Regions from separate parts of the Gossypium hirsutum genome. Here region 2 is linked to region 1. The links are chromatin contacts, called in public Hi-C maps. All regions are on one chromosome and are shown on one strand. Each heading gives the region's core, a stretch centred on a gene start, on an enhancer-like site or on the middle of the called end of the contact. The rest is flanking DNA. Distances are from core to core; before and after follow the strand shown.

Region 1 (3,779 bases), core at 156-2,655:
TAATGGCTCGCATTTGGTTCTTGGCACCATGTATCCTTCCTGCACACACACAAAACATCAACTTAAGAGCTAGACCATGCATAATTAAAACTAGCTAGCGTCATGTATATGGGGTAGTTTGTTTTATAACAAAAACAGAGTTAAATCGATGATTAGAGTCATTAGTTTCAATATCTATGGCTACAACTACATATTGAACATCACAAGGATAGGGTTGGAGTAAAAATGGCCTGAAAATGTGAAAATTAAATTGCATGTTGTAGTTGACAATCTCAGTTTCACGAGTCATTAATCATGGTATAACGAAGTTGAAGAGATTAGTAGGGGACCATGTGGACCATTAGAAATTTAAGTTGTAACTATAAAAAGCCAGCAGCTATCTAAAGGCTGAGAAAGACATCAGGAGAAATATCAAACAAAAATTATGGAGCATAAATACTCTCACCAACCTTTTTGTAAACACAAAGTTAATAATTATGTTGGAGGAATCTGTTTTAAGAACCTATACTAATTTAGGAAACAGCTTGAAACGTTCAATTATGACGGTAAAGAAAAGGGAAGGGTTTGTTATGTGATAAAGAACCTTGCATAATGACATGAAATAGTGGTCAATTTCTCTGTCTCCCAGACCTAAATCTGGTAATTCAGTGCCAAATTCCTTCGAGATGGCAGCCCTTTTGTGTTCTCCGACAAGAACTCCTGGTTTAATGGTAAACCCAGTTGCCCTGCCTGTTTTTGTCACTTGCAGCTCCGTTCCAATAACCTTATCAGCTCCTAGAAATGTCTTGGCAAAAGGTTCCACCATTATTCTAGGATTTGCGGTAATAATGTATCTTTTACCAAAGGAGCTGAAAACTCTCCAAGTCTCGGGGTGAACATCGTCTGCATAAAACTTTGGCAACACAGACCTGGAAACCAGCTCAATGTCTCTTATCTTTAACCCGGCAAAGGAGATGAAAATGAAGGTATTAATGGCAAAAGATTCAGAGATGAACAAGTAGGTAGAATACACGACTGGAACGGATAGTAAGAGAAGCAGTGCTCTTAACAGGCTGCCAGCTTCGAGGGCAATAAGCATGTAGTAAGGGAAAGCACTACGTGACACAAGAAGGGTTCCATCTAAATCAGCAGCCACCGTCTGATTTGATCTTCCCTCGCTGCTACATTTCGAAACAGGTTGAAAACAAGGGTGAGCCCCCATGACTATGGGAAGAGCAAAGCAGGAAGAAGAGGGTTAATGGTTTTTTCCCTTTTAGAAATAAGGAGTGTAAGAGACAATGGCAATGATATTGTTGAAGCGATTCGCTGGCTTTATGTAGCATGAAAAAACCGTGGTTGAGACCAAGAAAAGCATAAGGAAAACCAATAGTTTCTCATTGATAAAAGAAAGGTTATCAGTAAATAGAGTATTAATTAACGTTTACCAACACAAATATATACATGTATTTTACGTATAAACCTGGGCAGTTGTGAAGAGGGGTCGGAGTAGTTGGAGGTGGACACCAACACCATCATTTCATTCAATTAGCCTACTTTTTTAGTTTCCAGGCGCCGGCCACGCCGCTTATTAAAACACCTTCTTTTTTTTTTTTTTCTCAAGAGTAAAAAGTCTCGATAAATTCGGTAAATATCAAAATTTAAGTTTCATCAACAATTTTATTTAATAGATGATCTATAAATTTACTTTCTATTAAACCGACCTCAAAAATAAAATGACATCCTGTTACAAATTTTTTGGTTATTAGTATTTTACTATAACTTCTACAAGAAGCAGCCAAATTTGTTGTAAATTACTTGTTTTACTTGCGCAGACAAGTCTATAAAAAAAAATTCCCAATTGCTTAAACCAGGCATAAATTCTACCGAAATTAGGTTAGAAAGATAGCCGTCTGTCGTCGAATTTTTGGGTCATATAATATTTAATTCAATGATACATTATTTGTTGATTTAGCATGAGAGTTTTGTCTAGTGAAAGTGACCAAAAAATAGGAATCAGGCCTGTAAGGATAAAGGAAAAAGAATACTAATATATAGCTAATTTTGAGTGAAACATTGAATTCAAAACGGGTGGGATGAGGGTAATGCAGTTGAACCAGCTGGAGGTAGCTCAAGGGCTTTATATTTTGGCTTCACTTTCCGCACCTTTTGTAGTAGGATGGCAAAATATCCAAAATTATTGGCTTCTGCCTCAATCTTATAGGCTATCATCATCATCATCATCATCATCATCATCATCATCATCATCATCATCTTGAACGGTTTTATCCCACCCCTCCCGTTATATTTATTAGAATGTCACTTTTTGTATTTTTGTAAATATTTATGCCTAGTTTGCTTATTACAAATTTAAATTTAAATTTTGAAAAAATAAGTAAAAATTCTAGTAAAAAATAAGATTTTTTTAAAATAAATTATTTTTTTTAATAAAATTAAGGCACGAGAATGACTAAATATTACTAATTAAATTAATTTATTGCTAATTTATATACTAAAACATGCATAAAAATAATAAAGTATAACATACTTGTCCTTCCTTGTCAAGTGAACTTGCAATTAAAAATTAAAAATTTAATTCTTTTTATATTTTTATATAAAAATTTTAGATCATTTGCTAATAATGGTAATAATTTTTATCAAAATTTGTTGACTATGAGATGTGTTGATAAGTGCGTAAGTTCTTAATTATTTGTAATACTTTTTTCCTTCATTTATGCTATTTAAGCTATTAATTATAGTATTTAAATTTATATTTTATTTTATTATTGATTTAGGTGAATAATTGGAGAAAAGTGAACTTAAAATTTATTTTGATAAGTTTTTACGGATTAAACTTTCAACACAACTACTACAATATTTTGATCATAACTTAAACTATAAAACTCCATTTTGGGCCTAAATATACCAATTTGAAGCAAATTGGAATCTCTAACTGAAGTTATTTCACAACCCATGCTCAAAAAAATCAAGAAGATATCCAAAAACAGCCTGCTTTTGGACAAATTTGAAGCAAATTGGAATTTCTATTTTATTATTTTTCTTATAAATAGATATTATTAGGTTAAAACCAATACATAGACATAGTCACCTTAATATTATTTTTATCTCTGTGTTTTATTTTCTCCATAAACTTTTAATTTATTTTCTCGTCATAGGGATTTCAAAGTCTGATTCTACAAAATTAGTGAGATCTAATTATTCATAATATTTTCTTTATTCTTTAATATTTGTATGTCTTCTGGTTTAATTACAAATATTGAAGTTTGTTGAATATTGGGATTGCTTAAGATTTGTCTTATCTATTAGAACTGTTAAATCAATAATTGCTTAATCTATTCTAATACCAGTGATGAGTACTAGAGGTGGATGTAATGGAGATATGGATGCGATGTTGTGTGGGCGTGCGATCTAACTTAAATAAACCATGATTGTGTGCTTGTTGGTTACAATTGGGTCTCTTTCGTTACTATTGATAAATTAAAACCTAAGTGGGCATTATAAGATTGTTTATTAACAAGGAAAGTAATAATGACGATTGTCTTAATTATCGAGAAGGTAATAAGAGATCAGTTGCTAGGCAATCATCGACAATTATAACCAATTTATCAAGAAACACTAAAATTCATCTTTGCATTAATGATCAAACTCTTGAATTAAGCAGAGATCTTATTTTTAGTTGGAGCTTTGTTACATAGATTTTCTTATCCTTTATTTTACAATCTCTTTTTACTTTCTTTCAGTTTTAAACCCCCTTATTTTATTTTTATTTTTCTAGTAAACTA
Region 2 (3,965 bases), core at 1,279-3,778, 120 kb after region 1:
TCAAGCTGTCAGTCTTAACTTGCAAGCAAATTTTGGCCTTCAGACCCTAAACATTTCACTGCTTCTAGTTGGTCATATTCAAAGCTTTTTTTTTTTTTGGGTGTCCTGCTTTAGCCTGTTAAATAATAAACCAATTGTATCCTTACTTGGCAAGGTAAGTTGTTCATAGATTATAGTGCCATAATTCCTTCATTACCGTAGAAAGAAAGTAAGATTTAGGATTTAGAGCCATCAGTCTGCTGCAGCAAGGAACTGTATATAGAAAGAAACAAAAAAGAATAAAATTATGATTCTGATATAAGCAACCTTAACATGATGAGATTAGGGTTTCTTTAAGGTTAAAGGAAGATTACCATAATAAAGCAAGTTGTTTGCTTACATTGGCATACTGTTTACATGTGACAGCTGCCGTTTCATCAAATTTAGCTAGATCTAAGTCTTGTCTTCAGTTACTTGGTATTTCAGGTTCGTCAGAAAGATAATAATAAAAGGAAGGAAGACATTGGTTCTCTTGCAAAAGGGATAATTGCAGTTATGGACCTTAACTTGATCGTTTGGGCCAATTTTGTAACTTGAAACCTTTTTTCTTAAACTGACCCAATATTTGAAGAGGGCTTGGACTGACAAGAATGTGGGGATTGGTCCTAAAAACTTGAAGCTTGTTGTGCTTGTTATTATTAAAGTTGTTTCTTTTGTAATTTTTCTTTGAGCCTTATATATATATATATATATATATATTTCCATAATTGGATGCTTAAATATGTTTTAAAACTTAAATATGTTGTAACACATAAATATGGGGTGGTTTGGTATTGCAGAGAGACGCTATTGTACTCTTAGAAGGGTCGAGGGACGCTTGTGTTGAATCAAGGGATGATGATAAAATCATGAAGCATCCCTTGGGGCTTGCTTTGAAGAGGCTGTCTACGGCTCTTACCCCAAATGATTGTTTTGATATATAAAGCTTTAAGGGCTATTTGTGTTGCATTCAATCATCAATGAAGGGTTGTGGCACATTTTTCATTCACCATCAGAGTGGCCGATGAAAATTCCATGATTTTTACAAGTTACTCGCATTATGTTGACATAATGGTGCTTTTCACATCCAAAATTTCATGATTTTTACGGCATACTGAAAATTACATGAATATTCAAACTTGAAGAAGCTAAAAGCTTTTTAATATCAAATGTTGACAATCTTTGCATGTCAGAACCATCCCAAATGCAAATCTACAACGTCCAAAGATTTGTCATAATCACCTCAACCATTTTTTTTTACATCAACTATTCTTCTAGTATACATTTTGGTCAAAAATATTTAATGGTGTTCCATTGAATTTGACCAGCCAAAAAATATTAAAAATATAAAAGTTATTAAAAATATTAAGATTAAATAATTATAAAATCATAAACATTATTAAACACTAAATTTTAAATAACATGAGCAAATATATGGTAAAAGTATCATGGAGGCCTCTATATGAAAAGTTGAATTGAATTTTATCCCCTCTATTAAAAAAATATGCAAATTAGTCCATGTATGTTAAATCAAATACCAAACTGGTCTTTCTATTAAAAATTCTATCTATTTCTACTATTAAAAACTAGTCCATGTACATCAACATGAGGTACATGTGGCATGTCACATGTCTGTTTGGTTATTCCATTAGCCATGTTAGTTTTTAATAATACAAATGAATGAAATTTTTAACAAAAATGATTAATTTGCTCTTTGTTTTAAGAAACAAGAATTAATTTATCTATTTTTTAATAAAAAGATAAAATGTAATCTAACTTTTAGTACAAAACTTCCATATTATTTTTATCGTGAAAAACATTAAATTTAAGAACCTACTTGGAGCCCAGAAACCATCCATTGCAGAAAACAGATTGACATCACATATTCGTATATTTTTAGTGATCTCTAATTTAAGGGTGAAATCGTAATTAAAATAAAAATAATACAACAAAAGAACTAATTTCATATTCGTATCATGTTCTACAACACCTTTAGAGTTAAAAATTAAATTTTAATTTTTAATAGTTTATATCTTTATAATTTTTAAAGAATTAAACTAAAATTTTATTATTTTTAAGGGGGTTAAAGTGTAATTTTATATTTACTAATTTACAATTTTAAAATTTTTAAAGAGCTTAAATAGATAATTTTTCATTTTAAGAGATTCGGGCCCTGCCAGACCCATAAATACGCCATTGATCTTCTTTACGCATCAAATGAATTCTAAACACAAAAATGGAAAAAGAAATCCAGATTCCCGGTCTTCAAGCTCAAATTCCTGAAAATTGAAATTATTTATGAAATTACAATCAGTAACTAAGAAAAGGAAAATCCCATTCCGATTGAAGAGAGGTGCTCTCAGTAATCCAAATTGATAAAATAAAAGGATGTTGAAGTGGTTCATGTGAAATAACTGCCATGATTAAGAGATTGATTCAACCTTATCCATCCACCTTGTGCTCATTCTCTCATAAATCTCTCCATCCATCAAACTTTTATTCCACCACATGAAATATATGCCCACTATCTAATTCTTACCTTTTTGGGCATACGAATCTATTTCATATTCGGCCCAAAACCTACCAACCTATCACTCAATCCCCTTGCATCATTGTATTTGAGAAGTGATTTATTAGAGGGACATGATGAAATTAGTTTTCTTTATTAAATGAGTTAATTTAATTATTATACAATTAAAAAGAATTAAATAAGGGTAAATTAGAATAATGTTAACATTTGTTGTTTAAAAATAATAATATTTAGTTTAACAAAATTAATACTTTTAAAGCTTTTATGATTCTATAAATGAAATCTTTTGTATAAAATTGAACTGTACTTGAAAAAAAATAATTCAAGATAATTTGGACTTTTTTTTTTAACATAATAGAGACTAAATTGATCCATTTAATAATAGAGGAACTAATTTAATACAATCCCTATAATATAGGCACCTCCAAAATACTTTAACCTTTCCTAGCCCGATTATTCAATGCTCATTAATTTTGATCTTTCCCCATGCCCATGTTGACAATATCAAGAATAACATTCTAACATCTATTGTCTACTTCATCATCCTCAGGATTAGTTTAGCAACGCTTTTGAAAAATGTTGTGAAAAAGTACTTTTTAAAAGTTTGTTTTAATATTTGAGTATTTAGCATTATTGTCAAAAAGTGCTTCTGAGAAATAAAATATCTATTTTAGACATGTTATTATCAAGTAACAAATATGCATTTAAATTAGTTAATATTATTATATTTTAGTAAGAATATAAAAAATTTATTATAACTTGTTAATATTTTAATATATGAAATATAAATTTTAAATATTTTTAAGCAATAAATATTAATTATTTATCAAATTTAATTAGAATATATAAACTATATTTTAAATATTTAAATATAACCATTAAATATTTATAATTAGTATTTTAAAAAATATTTTTTTTGTTTTTAATTAATGATTTTAAAACATTTGTAATTAAGCATCAAGAAAAAAAAAGGAAAGTACTATGTTATTAGAGGGGTGAAAAAATAATTAAATACCAAAAGTGTTTTTAGGAGAGGAAAAGCTAAAAATTTTAGCTTCTTCTTTTTAGAAGTGCTTTTCAGAAGCATTTTTGAAAAACTAAAAATTTCAGCCAAAAGCAGTTTGTTTAGCACAACTTTTCTTTCAAAAATATTTTTAGAGCCAGAAGTACTTTTTTAAAGTACTACTAAATAGGCCTTTAGTTGGAAACTCTAAAACCCACATAAGCTTAAGGTTTTTGAAAAAAGTAATATAGAAAAATAATTATTTATTAAAATAACGCACCAAAATTATTATTGATCAAACTAATTTGATGTCGGTCAACTAATCACCAAATCGCCAACCAAAATGACGATTTCGTGTGAATTTGAGACACTCTATGGGAGACAACCCAGTTGGTGTTAGCTTATCGAGGCCTT

Evidence for each region. A called contact is a pair of places that touch in the nucleus more often than the background predicts.
Region 2: a Hi-C map of leaf shows a contact between it and region 1, with 4 times the contacts expected there. The contact joins the enhancer-like site here to the promoter of LOC107899048 in region 1. A contact is called at or near these places in 5 of 34 Hi-C or Micro-C datasets (hypocotyl, leaf and seedling).

What each region holds. Positions count from the first base shown.
Region 1 is chrD04:47,760,819-47,764,597 of Gossypium_hirsutum_v2.1, forward strand. It overlaps LOC107899048 (glycerol-3-phosphate 2-O-acyltransferase 6), which reads right to left and starts at 1,406. Exons shown (of 2, transcript XM_041090733.1): 1 at 584-1,406; 2 at 1-39. The coding sequence starts at 1,201.
Region 2 is chrD04:47,875,008-47,878,972 of Gossypium_hirsutum_v2.1, forward strand. No RefSeq gene overlaps it. Among protein-coding and RNA genes, the nearest start is that of LOC121216558, 5.1 kb to the right of the region's middle. Within about 2 kb of position 2,529, at least 2 of the 9 cell types and tissues checked have an H3K27ac peak or open chromatin away from gene starts, as enhancers often do. A contact at or near this core is called in leaf, where this site is marked.